Regions from separate parts of the Mus musculus genome. Here all the other regions are linked to region 2. The links are chromatin contacts, called in public Hi-C and HiChIP or PLAC-seq maps. All regions are on one chromosome and are shown on one strand. Each heading gives the region's core, a stretch centred on a gene start, on an enhancer-like site or on the middle of the called end of the contact. The rest is flanking DNA. Distances are from core to core; before and after follow the strand shown. Region 1 has its middle 12 kb from the start of Gm22045. Region 2 holds the start of Scaf11 (SR-related CTD-associated factor 11). Region 3 overlaps Arid2 (AT rich interactive domain 2 (ARID, RFX-like)). Region 4 overlaps Slc38a1 (solute carrier family 38, member 1).

Region 1 (4,079 bases), core at 1,501-4,000, 200 kb after region 2:
CACCTGTTGTCTACGTGCATGCCGATCCAGCATTCAAAGGATGTGTAAAGCAGAGGCCGGGTCTTAGGTGGAGTTCTGGATCCAGCATTCAAAGGATGTGTAAAGCAGAGGCCGGGTCTTAGGTGGAGTTCTGGAGATAAGAGCAGAGTGCGTCCACGTGAACAGGAGAGGCGGATTTTACAAAGCAGGCTACGCATGCTTGTGGAATGTGAGGGGGTAAAGGGATCAACATTCTAGGCTAAGCCGGGCTGTCCTGAATTGTTTCCTGACATCAAAGAAGAACCAGAAAGTGCGTGTGAGACATTCGTCTGTTTGCTGGGACACCGGACACAAACGAGAGCTCTGCTCCTGTGCCTGAGTCTCGTTCTCACCATGAGCCAGCGACGGACGGTGTGGGCAAGTTAATGAGCTTTCCTAACCTCGAGTCTCTTCTCTGGAAATGGGTGTAAGCAGGATTCCACGAGACACAAGTTTCCATCATGTATCGGATACATAAGCTCAGCGGTCAGCCGGTGGGGCTAATACTCAGTTGCTATTGCTAGCAATATTCTTTTTGAGCACTTATTTAACTCACGTCTACATGGAAGACGGTGCTCTTGGTGGTTAAGGGAAGTAGATGTTGGCACCAGGCAGCCAGGTGTCAAACCCAGGCTCAGCAAGTGCTAACTATGTAACTGTGGCCAAGCTATTTAATTAACCAAGGGGCCTTTGATTCCCTGGTCTGCAGCGTGAAGATTACAACACTTCCTACTTACAGTGTTGCTGTGGAAAACTAGTTAACATATGTTAAGCCTCTGGAGAAGTTCCGTACAGGAAGCTCCGTGCTATCCTAAACACCGCCACCATCAATCAGAGACATGAGCCCCTTCAGCTCGGCCCTCAGACAGGCTCTAACATGCTGAGACATGTTTATACATACAAGCCTCCCCCCACTTCCTAAATAGTCCAAGCACCCAGTTCCTTCTCTGGGGAGATGTGTCATGGACTACTCCGCGGGCTTGAATCCCTCCTTCCTTTTCGATCGATCATCTCCCTAAGAGACAGAGCCAGCAAAAGCTACAGGCAACATGAGAAAGGGAAGGACTGCCTCAGCCACCTCACAGAAAGGATTCTGTGGTCTCCTTGTCTTCCTTCCATCTCCCCTCATCTCCACAGTCACCCAAGGCCTCTCCCAGTGCAGGTGTTGGTCGCCAATGAAGAGCAGCAACGAATCCTTGCTCAACCAATTAAAGTACTTGCTGGGCTCTTTGGGACTGAAGCTCACAGGAAACCTTCCTCTTTTTCTTTTGAGTGGGGAGCAAAGCCCGATGTATTGCATCCCTACCCCTCCAGATCTCCCTTCTCGGTGTCCGTCCCATGGCAGCAAGAGCTTCAATAACCTGAGCAGAGGGGCCTCTCTTCTCTCTGCCTCCTCTCCATCAGGACATGAGTGGACTCCCTTAACAAATTTTGGCAAACAGGATCTCTTTTCTTTCCTTTCCTTTTCTTTCTTTTGGCTTAGATTTTTTTCCTACCCTTGGTGCTAGGGATGGAACTGAACTGTCACACCCAATAAGCAATTGCTCTATCACAGAGCTACACCCCCAGCCCAATAGAAAGTGCTCTCATGGGACATCTAGCTGGTCTCTGCCACTTCTGTTCCAACAGAACCTTTCTGTTTTAGCTGGAAAAAAGCCCGGCTGGAAAGCACATGAAAAAGAGGCTAAAAACCAGGTTTAAGTGAGGAAGGCTCTGCGCCTCTGGGAGGCTGGGTAAGGTCTTTGTGTGACAGGAAAGGACACTGGTGAGGTTCCTTCATCTTGTATTCTGGTTGACGCCATTTTAGGTTTAACTAGAGTTTGAGCTCCTTTGTGGAGAATCCCATGGAAAATTACCCAACTCTATTCTAGGAACCCAAGGTCTAGATGTCCCAATTAACTTAGCTTTGGTTAAACCAACTGCTTGTGCAGATTGCCCCCCACCGCAGCTGCTGATCAAGACACCAAGATATAATTTTTGCCCTTGATCAAAATCAGTGGTTCTCAACCTGTGGGTTAAGACCCTTTTGGTATTAAACAACCCTTTCACAGAGACTGCATATCAGATATGCTATATATCAGATATGTTATGAAGTAGCAATGAAAATCATTTTATGATTGGGGATCACCACAACATGAGGAACTATACTAAAGGGTCGTGGCATTAGGAAAATTGAGAACCCACTGATCTAAATGTTTGGGGCTACACCTAGGTACCAGATACCTGAGCATAGTTCCAAACAACTGGAAGAAAGACTTGCAATTGGTCATAAACTGTATCTGATTTGTCATCTCCAGTACGTTTTCTGTAACAGTTGCAATTGATTATATGAAAATGTGTCAAGAATACAGAGTAACTTTCTTACATCTCCATTTTACACCTGTAAATTGGAGGATAATGTCTTTTGGCAAACTGTTGTAAAGAATGAAGAGAAAACGTGGGTGTGGAGCTGCACTCCGGTAACCCCAGCACAGGGTGGTCATGAGTTCGAGGTTAGCCTAGGCAACAGAGTGAGACTTTGTCTCACCAAAAAAACCCCAGAAGGGAATCAAATGAGCTTAGACTGTAGGTGGCCCATGGGAAACACTCACCAGGCTACAGAGTGGCTGTAATTGTTATTGGAGGGACCGTGAGGACAGAGGGGGAGGGGCGAGCCAGGAGGCTTCTCCCTGTGGTCCGAGCAGCAGCACAGGTCAGGTGATCACTGTGTGCTGAGCACACTCTCACGTGCTTTACAGAGAGCAGCACCCGAGTCCTCACGGCCACCACAGGAGGTCGGACACTGTCATCCCCACTGGTCAGCCTGGGGCTGAGGACTAGACTCAGGGAAGACTTGCTCAAGATTCCACAGACAACCCAATGCCCAGTGTGACTTCAGCTCTCCTGTATGTCCAGCCATGAGTCACGAGGTGTGCCAAGGAATGCAGATTGACGCATTTGGAAAGAAACAGATAGGACTGGGCAGATAGGAAACTGAGGTTATCTGGGAAGGAGAATTGCAAGTAGATAGCTCCGGAGGAACAGAAAATGCCCAGAAGGGTTGCAAAACGTAGCACGTGTTCAGCTGAGCAGCTTCGGAATGGTCAAGGTCTGATCAAAATCTCTCAAGCCATTTTGGAGCCATTCTTTTAGAAAAGTGGGATTGCTTATGTTCTTTGGACATAGAGACGGCTAAGAAGCAGCCACTCTGCTGGCGCTGTGTGCCCAGTGATTAGTTGTGTCTGTAGATGAGCTATTCAGTTGAGTAGCACACGTTTGAAGAGTGTAAGTGCCTTTCCTCACACCCCATTTAATCTACGCTGGTTTTTACCTTCCTGCACAGATGGCCCGCTTTCCCCTTCCTGAGCTGAATTCTCACAGAAGCCAGTGAGTGCTAAGTGGCCAGAGGAAGCCTCTGGAGCCCAGGATACAGGTCAGGGAGTCAGGTGGTGCCTGCCCTTAGTGTCAGATACCTGCAAGGGAGTGCTTCTGAGGCTATGAGGTCACGCAGAAGAATTATTAAGACACTTTGTGGGCAGTATAACTGAGAAAATACATGATAGGCTTCAAGGGATGGCAATTGAAAACAAAGTAGGAAGCTTGTATGTCAGTCTGATTTTCAAATGCCAGAGTTCAAGATATGCATAAATATAAAAACATCATTTAAAGACCAGGAGAGAGAGAGAAAGGAGAAGAGAGAGGAGAGGAGAGGAGAGGAGAGGAGAGGAGAGGAGAGGAGAGGAGAGGAGAGGAGAGGAGAGGAGAGGAGAGGAAGAGGAGAGGAGAGAGGACATGGTAGGGGGGAGTGGAAGGGAGAGGGATGGGAAGAAGAGGGAAAGGGGAATGGGGAGAGGAAGGGGAGGAAGGTGACAGGCAGGGGAGGGAGAGGGGAGGGGAAGGGGGAGAGGAGGGGAAGGGGAGGGGAGATAATGTGGAGGGAAAGGGGGAGGGGAAGTGATGGGGAGGGGAGGAGGGAGGGGAGAAGAGAGGGAAAAGGGGAAGGAGAGGAAGGGGAGAAGAGGAGAGGGGAGGGGAGGGGAGAGGAGAAGAGGGGAGGGGAGAGGAGAGGGAGATTATAATTA
Region 2 (4,306 bases), core at 1,085-3,584:
GGACTTCTGAGTTCGAGGCCAGCCTGTTCTACACCTCATCTGTTTTTCAGTAGACAAGGTAAGACAAAACACCACTTACATCCCTAAAAGACAAGAGCAGAAGCTGGGAAGCACAGTGCACATTATTTTATAACTAGCTTGTGTTACTTTGAGGCACACTGCCCTCTTAGAATGGTGGTTTACAACTATCTTGCATTAAAGTACCTAAAATGTGCAGGCTGATGGGTAGTTACCATTATACTTCATTACTAAAGGTATATGTCAGGGATGACAGCAGGTTAGGTAAGTTTTCATGAAAACCGCTCGTAAACTATCCGTGCTCCAGGAAGATGGGAAAATTGGGAATACCCAATAGAAGGCCCAGAACCACGTGAGGGACTTCCAGGAAGAAAACTCTTAAAAGTTTTCTCTTAAAAATTAAGTAATTTACACTTTCTTTTGTATTTTTCTCCTTTGTCATGTTGAAGGCTGCCTTTGCAGTATATTTACAGAAGGGCAAAGAAAAAACTATTAGCTAAAGTGAAGCTACAGTAGGAACTGCTAATCTTTGAAACTCTGACCACAAGAGGGGCAATGGTGGCACACACCTTTAATCCCAACACTCTAGAGGCAGAGGCAGGCGGATTTCTGAGTCTGAGGCCAGCCTGATCTACAGAGCGGATCCAGGATGGATAGGGCTACACAGAGAAACCCTGTCTTGATAAACAATGAAGAAGAAGAAGAAGAAAAAAATGACTGCATAAACAAAACGCAAATTAATTCATATCTAAAGATATTTTCAATTTTTCTTTTTTGTCTATTTGGGCAAAAAATAAAAAATAAACCAACAATAACAACAAGAAAACTACTTTTTCCTTCTGTTTTAAATAATAATAAAATGGTTAAGCCAAGTGCCAAAGCAGAGGGGGAGGTGGGGGTGGAAACATGGTGTGGAGAGACAGAATTACCCAATAAAATTTTATTAAAAATACCGGTTAAATGAAAGGGCTAAGAATCTATTGCCTTCACTGTTGTGGGGCTGCGGCAAATAAATCATACATGAGTTATCTTTTCCTTGAAAAATGAAAAAAAACGTACTTATTGATATACTTTCCCCAAAATTCAGAGAAAACTGCCCAAACTGGGGGAAATTTGAATACTACCATATCTTAGTCAAGGCATACTAAAAAACTTTCTCGTCAGTTTTCGTTAGTTCGCTGCTAGTATATAAGGATGGTAGCCAAAATGTAATCCAAAATGAATGAGAAGCAGCCGCGGTTTTACGTAGTACGATCAGCATGTAAAACTTGCATTCTGTATTGTTTACTACCTCACACACGCAGATGATTAGCCGGACTACCGGAATACGATACTGTACAGATCAACGCATGGGGAGTGTAGGTCACCATTTCAATCTGGGACTGTTGCCCTCAATTGCAACCAGGTGTCTTTTAAATTAAATTCTTCGAGATCCGTGCGGAAGACGAGCGTGCATTGGCCAATCTTCTAATCGGTACTCAGTCCCCGGCTCTAAGGCGGGGTTGAGCGGGGCTGAGTTTCGATCTCCCGGCCGGTTGGACCGCGGGCAGCCCGGGCAGCGGGTTTTAAAAACGACGGCGGGGGTGGGGAGGCGGCCGCCGAGGGAGGGAGGGAGAGGCCGAGGCCAGGCGCCGGCCAGCGCTTCCTCGTTCAGGCGCCGGGGAGGTCACAGCCTAGTGAAGTTTGGTTTCACAAGCGGGACCCGGAGGCTCGGGGACGAACGCGAACTCCACGGGAAAGCGGGCCAGCCTGGGAGCGCCCGGAAGCACGGCCGACACGTTCCCACTGCGGGTGGGGGAGCTGCGGGCCGGGCCTGGAGCCCCTTCCTGCCTCGGCCGAGGCCCCGCAGCCCGCGCCGCCCCGCTCTGCTCCTAGGCCCCGCGCGCGCCCAAACTGGACCTCCGCCCCGCGCCGCCCGGGGCCGCGGCTCCCAACTTTGCTCGCAGCGAAAGACACCGCCCGAGCCGCGCGCGAGCCCCAAACTTTGCCCGCCCGCCCGGCCCGCGCCCCCGCCGCGCCGCGCTGCGCTGCGCCCCGGGGCGCCTCGTCCGCTCTCTCCGGCCCGCCGTGTTTACCTGAGGCCGAGGTCCCGCGGCCGCGCCGGCGCAGGAGGCCCGGTCTCCGTCAGTCCGCCGCTAAGTTCTGCACCATGGACTCCTCCGGCCGCTCGGAAGCGCGCGCGGCCCGCGGGCTGGCTCGGACGGCCGGGTCGGGAGCACGCAGGCAGCCACGCAGCAGGAGACCCGGGCAGGCGGCGCTAGCTCCGCGCCGCTTGCGCCACCGCCGCTCCCCTCCCCCGCCGTGTCTGGCGGCTCCCTCCCTTTCTCCCTCCCTCCTTCCGCGGGGCTCAGCCGCGCCGCCACAGGTCGGCGCACTGTGGTGACGACGCGGGCGGGCGGGCGGGCGGGCGGCTGGACCCGCCGCACGCTACCTGCTCGCGGGCGCTGCCGTACTCCCCCGGACCTCCAGGGGGCGCCCGCGAGCCGCGACGGACGGACGGACGTGGTGGGCGGGGCACGCCGCCCGGCTGGAGAGCGGGAGCTCCGGCGTCTGCGAGTGGCCGGGGCTTCTGGGAAACATTCTTCTTGCCCCGCCCTCTTGCCGCTCGGAGCGCTACGCGCACGCGCCGTGCTCAGTCCTCGCTCCACCCCTTTCCCCCTCATCCCCACCCCCGCCCCTGCGCCCTGGCCGCGCTCTCTCTGGTCGTGGCCTTTCCTGGCAGGCTCCGTGGGCGACAATAAAGATGTTTTGGAGAGACTGCAGTCCCGAGAAGAACTCGTGCGTAGTTGGCACGGATGAAGTACTCCGCCCGCTGCACGTGCGCGGCGGCCTGCCAGCCCGGGACACACTCCCACGCCCTAAGCCCGCGTCCCCGAGGCTAGCCGAGCCTGGCTGGCTTTAAGTGCTTCCACTTTCAGTCACTCTGCGATGTCCTCCTGCCCTGCAGCGCCCTCGGATCTTTTGTTTCACCTCGGAGGTGTCTTTACAGGCTTTTCGTCAGGCGCTGGCTTTTTCACCCCCTGCTCCACGCTCTAGCTTTTCCTAGTTGTCCTCTTGCAATCCACGCTGTCGCCTGGCCACCCCAACCCAGGCTGTTCCCTCCCTACCTCCAGCCCAGCAGCGTCCCCTGCCCTCCTCTCTGATCCTGTCGCTTCCCTGGCATCTTCATCCTGTGCTACTTGGCTGTTCAGTGCCCGTCACGTCACACCGAAGTTTGGGATGATGTCTCGTTAAGCTCTTCACAGAGCCGAGCACCAGCAAGGGACTGGGTAAATAACCGCTTAGGAATGCAATGAATGGCAGCCTTGTCTCTCCCAGTGTCAGTGAGCTATCTTCATAGGTTTGGAAATGTGGTGTTCCTGTGTGCAAGTATTTCGCAGTGATTTAGAGGTGTTAAAATACTTTGTTCTGATGAAACAAGACTTTCTGAGGGACCTTTCTCTTGTAATGACGACGAATGAAGCTGGTGATTAAGAAAACCTAAAAACCTGTTGAAACTGTTGTGTGACAGAATCAAGTCAAAGGCACTGTTAACCATCCTGCAGAGATAAAGTTTAGCTTTCCTGTGTACACTCGGGGTCCAGAATTCACCCTAGAGAATTTTATCAGTAAGAGCAATTCCCGGTGAAGATGTGATATTCTTTTGTATGTATTTTATTTTGTTTTTAATGCAGAGTCTCACTGTGCAGACCGATCCTCAAACTCCACATCTCCTACTTCAAATTTATTGCTCTACCTTTTGTGTTCGCAACATTTAAAATTCACTCTGTAGCCATCGTGCTGGGTAACAGAGCACGAGAAAAGGCTCCTCCTGCCTAACTGCCCTTTGACCACCTCCCGCCCCCATCCACCTCCCCCTCCACACACACAATACTTACCTAACAGAAACGAAGGTGCATTGTAATATAGGCTGTTTCTTGTTCCCCAAGAGAGAGACCCTGCCTATTTCTATATATGGTGTTCTCCTCTTTACTGTGTTTGCATGATAAGAATGTGTTTTGTTTCCTTTTTTTTTTTTTAAATTTATCAGAGAGGGTAAATATAAAACAGATGGATAATGTCGATGGCATACCTGTTAATACTTTAGACTCATTTATAATCATAAACAAGTGAGGGCTAGGGAGGTGGCTCATTAAGTGCTTACCACACAAGCATGAGGACCTGAGGTTGACTCCCCAGAACCCACAGAAAGTTGGGCACCATAGCAGGCATCCGTAATTCCAGGGCTTTCACGGAGAGACAACAGGAGAGACCTCTGAAGCTAGCCTGCTGTCAGAGACAACAGACC
Region 3 (4,304 bases), core at 467-2,966, 150 kb before region 2:
ATAGGAAACTTAAGGTTTAAGAGAAGGGTCAGTAGTTTACACAAGGGCACACAAACATAAAGCAGTGAGCTGGTCTGCTCTCAGAGACCAAACATTTAATGGCCATGTAAATTATTGCTCTTTATTTAGTCGGTCATAGAATGAATGACTAATAGAGACAGAAAAGGCACAGTTGTTACTGTACAGAAATGGAGGTTTTAGTTGGTGAGACAGAGCCAGTTTATGGTTTCTGTTACAGGCTGAGTGCTGTTCTGCCCACTGACCATGGATCAGTGATGGCGGAGAATAATCTTTGGGATTAGTGGAAGGACTAAAAGGAAAAAACAAAGTAAACCGGCTATGTGAAGTAATAAGACAAGGAAGGAAAGTCTTCCTTGAAGGGACATAGTCTTTGGATGAGCGAGTTCCATCCTTAAATACCAAATGGTATCATTTGAGTAAAGACAGAAAAGATGAAGGAGCCGTGCAGGTGGATGCCTGTGTTAGGGACGACTGCACACCAAGAAGCACGTCTGTTGTGTCCTAGGAAAACAGGGAGGTTGTGTTGGTTAGGTCTTGTCATCTTGACACAAGCTATGCTCACCTGGGGAGACTGAACCTTCCTAGAAGAATCAGAGCCGTCTGAGGGCATGTCTTTAAGGCATCTTCTTGGTTAGTGATTAATGTGGGAGGGCTGAGCCCACTGTGTACTGCTATCCCTAGGTCCTGGGTTGTATAAGAACAGGCTAAGCAAGTCTTGGGGAGCAAGCCTGTTCCTGTCTGTTTCAGTTCCTACCTCCAGATTCCTGTTTGAGCTCCTGCCCTGGCTGCCTTTGATGACCCTGATCCTTGTAAACTGATTTTGCTTAGTGTTTCCTCACAGCAACAAAAAGCAAAGGAAGACAGGCCACTGTGGTTAGACTTGGTTCTTGGATGGTTTGTAGAGGTCTTGGCTTTTACTGTAGCTTTTGGGGATTTTTTTGAGTTTATTTTCATTAGTTGAATGGGGGGGGGGTCCTTTGTGAAGTATAAATTCAAGTGTAGTGTAGGGTCAAGAATAGAAGCAAGGAAACCTGATTCATGTGAAATCACAAAGGAGAAAAAAATGACAGTACTTACTGTGTGTCCGTGCTAGTCCGTCCATGGAGGACAGATCCGTGTGCCTGTCTTAAGGCTTGCTGCTCTGTGCTGCAGCTGTGCTGATGTGTTTGTGGTTCTCTGGACACCTAAGTTTGTCTCCTTCCACTGCCTTTGCATGTGTGGGTTTTCCCTGCCTGGAGTCCTTTCCACTCTGTGCCTGAGGTGCTCCTGATCCAGCTTTAAAAGGTAATGCCCTCTTTGTTACGTACAAATTCTCATCTCACCCAGTTAGTTGTTCCAGGTGATCTTTTTTCCACATAGGGCCACTCTACCCTCTTTATACTTCTACTACAGAGACATTTATGTTAATTAGCAATTTTTTTTTTTTTTTAATCTGGTGAGCTCAAAGGTTGGAACCTAAGTTTTAAGTATGTTTGTAGCACCAGAATATTCATGCAGTTCCGATTACTGAATGAGTTACTTGGCCAGTGTCTAACGGAGACAACTTGAATGCTTGGAAGTCATTTGAATTTAAAACAAGGAAAGGAATCACTTTAGTTTCAGAGTAAAGGCAGCGGCACATGGAAGAGGCCATGAGCTCAGCTTGGTGTTGAAAGCACACATGGATTCAGATAGAAAAAGGAAGCAGTGGATGGGAGAGTTTTCGACACAGGAGAGGAGAGTGTGAGGGTGTTTACACTGTGCTTGGATGATAGCAGGAGCATGGCTGTGGGTTTGAACGTGTGTTTTGTGGACTGAAGACCAGGTGCAAAGATCGGTACCAGATGGTGAAAGATTTTCTTTTGAAAAACCAAGTCAAAGTATTTAAGTATACACACACATTCATACATGTGTGTAGTAATGTGTGGCTTGATGTCATGCTGCCTGTATTTGTTCTTTAGCAAAACAACATCTGAAGGAAAATTGTTTTTGAAACATTAATCTTAATAGTCTTTTTGTGGGATAGATTTAAGGTAGGAGAAAATAGTTATAGTGTATGAAATCTGCTTGGTTGGTGTCATTTCACTGACTATTAAGATATATGCAAACTACCACCTACTAACAACTAGACTGGGGACTCACTTTCAGGAAGTGGTAAAGTAGTGTCCTCATGGTTGTCACAAACTCCAGTTGTCACTGGAATGTCAGTTTTACAAAAGAGCCAGTTAAAAAGTTGTCTGCCTCTTAGAACGTTTAATAAAGCCTTCTTTTCTGTGCCTTTTATTTATTTGTGTGCAGATTCACCATCATGAGTTTACAGCCACATAAGATGTGGATTATAGGTAAACTGTCTTATGTCCTCTACTGGAAGGAGCTTTGTACAGCTTCACTGAGTTCACTTAAAAAAAAAAAGCTCCAGAATTGAGCACCCCCCTGCAGTGATGCAGCAGTCCTTCCATGTATGTCTAAAACTACACGAGATAGTTGGCGTGAACGGTTGTATATGCTTATTAGAAAATGGGCTGAACTAAAGAGAGATGTTCATATTTAGCTGTAAACTTTTAAAATAAGTTTTAAGATCTTGGATATTCTTAGACACACCACAGTATAGTATAATATCATAATAAAGAGTTTATATAGGATCCATGTATTAAATGCTACTGAGTAGTCTTCAGGTGAGTTAGAATGCATGGAAGGGTGTGCTGAGATCATAAGGAAGTAATGTATGGTTTCATGTCAGGGGCTTGAGCATCTGTGAATTTTTCAGTCTGTGGCTGTCATGGAAACAAGTCTTTATGGATACTAGCGGTGTAATTGTATTTTCTACTGTTCAACAAGCTGCATTCTGAATGAAGAAAAACTCAATCCGTTCTTTTTATTGGATCATTACAAGGAAAAGACATTTAAACTTCTCCTGAAATAGCAAATCCTCTTTTGTTGCACCATTTGTGACGGTTGACTGGCTGGGTTGTCTTCACAATGGTCCTCAGGCCAGAATCTTCACATTGTTAAATGGGTGGACTGTAGAAAAAAAGTGGTTTGTATTCAGTTGGAATTTAAAAATGTTGTCATATGAGTTAAACATAGTTCTTTTGTGCACCCTCTCCTGAGAATAGTGTGCTTGCATTGCGTCTGGACCACCCACATTTGAGTAGACATTAGCTGATCTCTCTCCTGGCCTCACTAGTCCTTAGAATTAATCCACTCCCTGGCGTTCCCCTGTACTGGGGCATATAAAGTTTGCGTGTCCAATGGGCCTCTCTTTCCAGTGATGGCCGACTAGGCCATCTTCTGATACATATGCAGCTAGAGTCAAGAGCTCCGGGATACTGGTTAGTTCATATTGTTGTTCCACCTATAGGGTTGCAGATCCCTTTAGCTCCTTGGGTACTTTCTCTAGCTCCTCCATTGGGAGCCCTGTGATCCATCCATTAGCTGACTGTGAGCATCCACTTCTGTGTTTGCTAGGCCCCGGCCTAGTCTCACAAGAGACAGCTACATCTGGGTCCTTTCGATAAAATCTTGCTAGTGTATGCAATGGTGTCAGCGTTTGGAAGCTGATTATGGGGTGGATCCCTGGATATGGCAGTCTCTACATGGTCCATCCTTTCATCTCAGCTCCAAACTTTGTCTCTGTAACTCCTTCCAAGGGTGTTTTGTTCCCACTTCTAAGGAGGGGCATAGTGTCCACACTTCAGTCTTCATTTTCCAGGGCCAAAAAGGGGGAGTGGGTGGGTAGGGGAAGGGGGGTGGGTGGGTATGGGGGACTTTTGGTATAGCATTGGAAATGTAAATGAGCTAAATACCTAATAAAAAATGGAAAAGGAAAAAAAAAGAATCCACTCACAGGATTACTGGGAATAGGGAATACTTTGTCAGCACACACACTTGGTAGGTAAGAGTGAGTGCATCTGAGATAGATAGCCTTGTGCATCTGAGATAGCCTTGTGCATCTGACATAGCCTTGGAAATGCCTGGCTTCCTGAGCTCCATGGGGAGCCCATAGCCTTCCAACTCTGGGGTGCACGGGAGGCAGGACTGATCACAGAGGCATTTCTGCTAAGGGACGCTTGAGAGCAAAGCTGGCCGCATGTCATTACTGCACTGGTCAGACCGGGTGACTTGGGAACTGTCTGCTAACATTTAGGGAACCCTGATCTTCAGTGCCTAGGATTAGGTTTCATCACTTGAGTGTAAATTCCTCCTGCTTTTGTCCCACAAATGTAAATTGTAAATATGATTCAATTAGATCTAACTATTCCTAAACCCGTGAACCACATCTGCTGTCTATCACTGCTGTAGAG
Region 4 (4,234 bases), core at 1,201-3,700, 140 kb after region 2:
CGTAACAACTTCTTCATTTTTTTTTTTTTTTTTTTTTTTTTTTTTTTGGTTTTGTTTTGTTGAGATTAGGCTAAGTTTACCCCGCTCTATCTTGTCTATCAAAGTGTAAAACTCCACATGCTTGTGTGTTCCACTTGATCTCTCAAGGCTCGGAAATCCTCCCTACTCTATACTGTTCACCTCCTCTGCTCCCGTCTGCTGTGTGCCTTCTTTTCTCCAGACCACTGGTGGGCACAGAGTCAGATCTCCTGAAATGCCCACCCATTAGCCAACTATGCAAGCCCAAACCTGCAGGTCAGACAGGCCGGTCACCTGTTGTCTTGTGACTCCTGTCTACCCAGCAGGAGGCACCCTTCATTTCTACAGGCAAGCCTGTCCTAAGGCAATAGTCAGCCCATCTCCCTTCTCTTGTGGGGATCCTCTTTCCACCCAGCAGCCAGAAACCTCCTCCTGTCTTAGTGCTTTACTACGAGTCTTCATAGTAGACTACAGGTCAGGCAGCTGATGGTTTCATTCATCTATCCATGCTCAACTCCCACATACAAACTAGCTAAGAATCAAAGAACTCACAATTAGGGTCTTGTCTGCAAGTTGTGTGAGAGACTACACTGCTATCTTGGTAAAATCAAGACACACCTATCTGCCTCAGACAGTCCTGTGACCAGGCTGGTCACACTTACCTCAAGGGTTGACCTCGTCTTGTGACTTCGAAGGACAAAGCTGGAGCTTTGTCCAGCAGCAGCTGTATGTAAATGCGCTGTTTATCCACTTACTCTAGGAGGCTGATCGAGCCCTTCAGAGGCACGAAAATATTCTCACATTCAGTCCTTGGGGGATACACCTGCCCTCCACAATCTTCTGAATGATCGTGACCGCGCGCGATTGTTGTTTAGACTTCTACAGTGTGTAAAGATTGTATAGGCAGGAGTTGGGGAGAGGGCTGGGTGAGTAACCTGTTTATACCTGAGGACTGGGAGTTCAGAATTCCAGAACCCACATGACTGCCAGGTGGGGGTGACAGTCCTTAGTACCTTAGTGCTCCAGGGGCAGAGATGGGATTTGGAAAACAACCTGGCTAGCCAGACTAGCTGAACGGGTGAGCCCTGTGTTCAAATGAGAGACCCTACCTTAAATATAGAACTAAGAGAATGACTGAGGTAGACGACACCCAGTGTCTACACCTGCCATCTACATACATGCACAGACGTGTATGTGCACCCCTGACACACATACAAACACAAACACATTTAAAAAAGAGTGTATAGATAACATATTAAACACGACTGTTCAAGTTGATGTGAATAAAACGGAAAGACACAGCAACAGAAGGAACTAGAATATTTAAGGCAATTAAAGTCTTCTATCTCTATTAAAATATTCTATATCACAATCGTGGTGATGATGTCGCAAGTATAATTGGGTAGACTTGCTCTTTAAATTGGGATTTTATTGTAAGGTACTCCTGAGCCACCATCACCAACAAGTATGTCATGACTCTTTAAGGGAGATGACAGTGGACTGGAAAGGTCTAATTATATGCCCAAGTGCCTGCAACACTCCCACCTCAGCAGCTGAGCCCTTGAAGAGAGGGAGATAAAACAGCAGCCATGGCTGTGAAGACAAAAGTAGCTCAGGTGGGGGTATCTGGGGCTTCCGCACAGCCGTGCAGCCGGAAGCTCGCACCTTTCTCTCTCTGAAGAACAGAGAGCTCGGCCCTGCCCGGCAGACTCTGCCGTGAGATGAGAATTCTATCCGGCTGGTCTGGAGTGGGTCCTGAGGCACTGGTGCTGGTGGTCTGTGGGCCACACCTGGAACAGTGAACTGTGAAACTGAGCTTAGCCTAGAGGCGTATATGTCCCAGCGGTCCCTGATTCTCACACTATCCATCTATACATACCTGACATGTTGTCTGTGTAATTAATAATAATTAATAAAGCACTTTATTGCTTACTAGCAAAAGCAAACTCTGGAGTACTTATCCTGAGCACTGTTCATATTTCACTCAGTGTTAGCATCCCTGTGCCCATTCACACGTCACTGAAGCCTAGAGAGGCTACAGAGCATGCCCAACACGGGAGAGCTAATGGGTCAGAGAACTAGGATCCGGACCAAGGAAAGCCACGGTTTTAAAAAGGCTGCCTTGCAGGCAGGCAAGGGTCAGTTATATATACAGCACCTTTCGTTTGTCTCCTTGTAGACAAGTCTAAATTCTTTCAGGAAAGAATTTATCTTGAACTAGCCCCAAGGTTGGTTGGCTATTTTTGTCTAGAAAGCAAAATGCGTCTCACTGATGTCTGGATCTAATATATTACCCCACAAAGAAAGGGGCGTTTAAAAGAGATGTGCATACAAACATAGAACCTCTGCAGGAGGTCTGAGCGTGGAGGAGGAAGCTGTACCAGTTACAGAGCTGCTCTTTACATCCACTTCCTGTCTCTATTTCCCCTCCCCCAGCCCCGCCCCCAGTAGGTTCGAGGGCTGTGGTTTTGTGAGGGACTTATAATGTGTAAATGTTGACACTGCCCTCCATCCGCCTCCACCCTACAAGGAGGACTGGCTTCTCCCTCTTTAAACCTAGATGTTTACCCATTTAAATCATGTTCCCTCTACCCCCTTCTGGCCTCAGAAGATGTGACTCTTAGTAAAAGGAGAAAGTCTTTGTAACAAGTGAAATGCTCGAGACTTGGGTTTCAATTCAACTGCCCAGAGCCTGCTGGATGTGGATGTGGAGCTCCATCCGCAAGTCCTCCCTTACTCCGTTTCCATGGGAACTCTGCTTGCCCAGAGACGAGAAGAGAAGCAGACATGAAGTGCCCAACTGATATGGCCCCCAACGCCCTCTCCAACCCTCCAAAGCTTAGTGTCACCTTAGAAAGGTTATTTAACCTCTGGGAATCTCAATTTATTCATCTATAAAATGGAGATGACAAACAGGATCCTTGGAATTCCATAAAATCATACGTAGTTTATGGCTTGTCTTATCTCTCTCTCTCTCTCTCTATATATATATATATATATATATATTTTTTTTTTTTTAAAGCAGACGTCAGGGATAGTGACCGTGAAGCTGTTCTCTTGGCTACTGCGCGCTGACCCCTTGATGGATGTTGATCTTTAACGATGTGCATCTAACAGAGCAAAGCAAAACTAATTGGACTACTGGATCAGGCTTCCTTTCTATTAAGTCAGCCAGTGCTCTGGAAGATGAAATTTAAGTTAGCTTATATTTAACCTGGGCTGCCGTGCGGATGCGTTCCGATATCTACTTGAGTCAGACTGAACAGAAAAGCGTCCTATGCACTGTGGAGCTGAATGACGGGGTGAAGACCGAAGGTCACATAGCTGTCTCTTGTAAATTAGGACAAAACAAAGGCCATGGTACTGCCCTCTGCATACAACCTGTACCACCGGCAACCAAGTATAAACAAGGTGAATTCCTGTGCATACACATGGCGCACACAGGCATACACAAACACACATGCTCCCATTCTCTGAGACCAAAGGGACTGAATTCTGGGAACCCTTTATCAGAGGCTTAACCCAAGCTAAGCAAATAAGAATTGAACTTTTGAAAACAGGGTTCGGCAGCCGTCTCCTACGCTGGCCAGCCCTCTCTGTTTACCAAACAGGCCCTCGTTGTGAGCATTTCTCTGTTTCTGAAAAGCTTCTAAATCAAATGAATTTCAATAGAGGGCAACGGCTCTAGCCCTATCCTTTCTACATGAATTCACAAGGTTGGCAAGCTCCAATGTGTCACTTCTCCCTTCAAGTGTCATTATTCCCAAACAAGGGCCTCTGAGGCCAGCGGGTTTTGCTGCCAGAGAAAGCGCATTTTTCTCTTCAGATCATTTCTAAGGAACTGCGACCAGAACTCCAAGAATTCTGAAAAACAAGTAACCGATTGACAAGAAGGGAGGTGGGCATGTGCCTGCCCGTGGACCTCCTAGGACCATCTGGGAGAGCGAAGTCTCCATTTTGATACTACATGTTTGTCTTTCCTTAGGAGTGCCCAGAACAGATGAGTTAGCAAGACACAAGAATCACTTTGATGTGTAGCACATAACACCATCCTCTGTTTAGAGCAAAATTATCACCTTGGCACACAGGGGCGGTGGGAGGTGTCATTCCATCACCCTGACCCCTTGAGAATATACCGGAAGAGATAATGACAGTTCAAGAACAGAAGGGTCAAGAGCTGTTGAAATGGCTCGGCAGTTAAGAGCACCGACTGCTC

What was found. A called contact is a pair of places that touch in the nucleus more often than the background predicts. HiChIP or PLAC-seq counts read pairs in DNA pulled down with a chosen protein or histone mark.
Region 1: a contact with region 2 is called in an H3K27ac HiChIP or PLAC-seq map of extraembryonic endoderm stem cells. The contact joins the enhancer-like site here to the promoter of Scaf11 in region 2. A contact is called at or near these places in 18 of 39 promoter capture datasets (the 3T3-L1 cell line, 3T3-L1-derived adipocytes, the C10 cell line and 10 more), 4 of 15 datasets of contacts at CTCF or cohesin (the G1E-ER4 cell line, embryonic stem cells and pro-B cells), 31 of 484 Hi-C or Micro-C datasets (the AML12 cell line, B cells, the F1.1 cell line and 22 more), 18 of 115 datasets of contacts at active chromatin or transcription factors (DN3 thymocytes, astrocytes, bone marrow-derived macrophages and 10 more) and 1 of 9 other capture datasets (pancreatic islet).
Region 3: a contact with region 2 is called in an H3K4me3 HiChIP or PLAC-seq map of the SCID.adh cell line, with 10 read pairs. The contact joins the enhancer-like site here to the promoter of Scaf11 in region 2. A contact is called at or near these places in 14 of 39 promoter capture datasets (the 3T3-L1 cell line, 3T3-L1-derived adipocytes, the C10 cell line and 10 more), 10 of 484 Hi-C or Micro-C datasets (B cells, CD4 T cells, CD8 T cells and 6 more) and 3 of 115 datasets of contacts at active chromatin or transcription factors (the SCID.adh cell line, acute myeloid leukemia and effector CD8 T cells).
Region 4: a contact with region 2 is called in a Hi-C map of regulatory T cells, with 3 times the contacts expected there. The contact joins the enhancer-like site here to the promoter of Scaf11 in region 2. A contact is called at or near these places in 1 of 39 promoter capture datasets (pre-B cells), 1 of 484 Hi-C or Micro-C datasets (regulatory T cells) and 3 of 115 datasets of contacts at active chromatin or transcription factors (effector CD8 T cells, embryonic stem cells and memory CD8 T cells).

What each region holds. Positions count from the first base shown.
Region 1 is chr15:96,658,036-96,662,114 of GRCm38.p6, forward strand. No RefSeq gene overlaps it. Among named protein-coding and RNA genes, the nearest start is that of Gm22045, 12 kb to the right of the region's middle. Within about 2 kb of position 2,751, at least 26 of the 459 cell types and tissues checked have an H3K27ac peak or open chromatin away from gene starts, as enhancers often do. A contact at or near this core is called in DN3 thymocytes, extraembryonic endoderm stem cells and granulosa cells, where this site is marked.
Region 2 is chr15:96,458,509-96,462,814 of GRCm38.p6, forward strand. It overlaps Scaf11 (SR-related CTD-associated factor 11), which reads right to left and starts at 2,335. Exons shown (of 15, transcript NM_028148.2): 1 at 2,094-2,335. It overlaps Gm41408, which reads left to right. Exons shown (of 2, transcript XM_030248866.1): 2 at 1,536-4,306. The coding sequence ends at 2,401.
Region 3 is chr15:96,307,810-96,312,113 of GRCm38.p6, forward strand. All of the region lies in intron 3 of Arid2 (AT rich interactive domain 2 (ARID, RFX-like)), which reads left to right. Among named protein-coding and RNA genes, the nearest start is that of Arid2, 22 kb to the left of the region's middle. Within about 2 kb of position 1,717, at least 17 of the 459 cell types and tissues checked have an H3K27ac peak or open chromatin away from gene starts, as enhancers often do. A contact at or near this core is called in the SCID.adh cell line and acute myeloid leukemia, where this site is marked.
Region 4 is chr15:96,596,636-96,600,869 of GRCm38.p6, forward strand. The region is part of intron 4 of Slc38a1 (solute carrier family 38, member 1); the gene reads right to left. Among named protein-coding and RNA genes, the nearest start is that of Gm32457, 17 kb to the left of the region's middle. Within about 2 kb of position 2,451, at least 104 of the 459 cell types and tissues checked have an H3K27ac peak or open chromatin away from gene starts, as enhancers often do. A contact at or near this core is called in effector CD8 T cells, embryonic stem cells, memory CD8 T cells and 1 more, where this site is marked.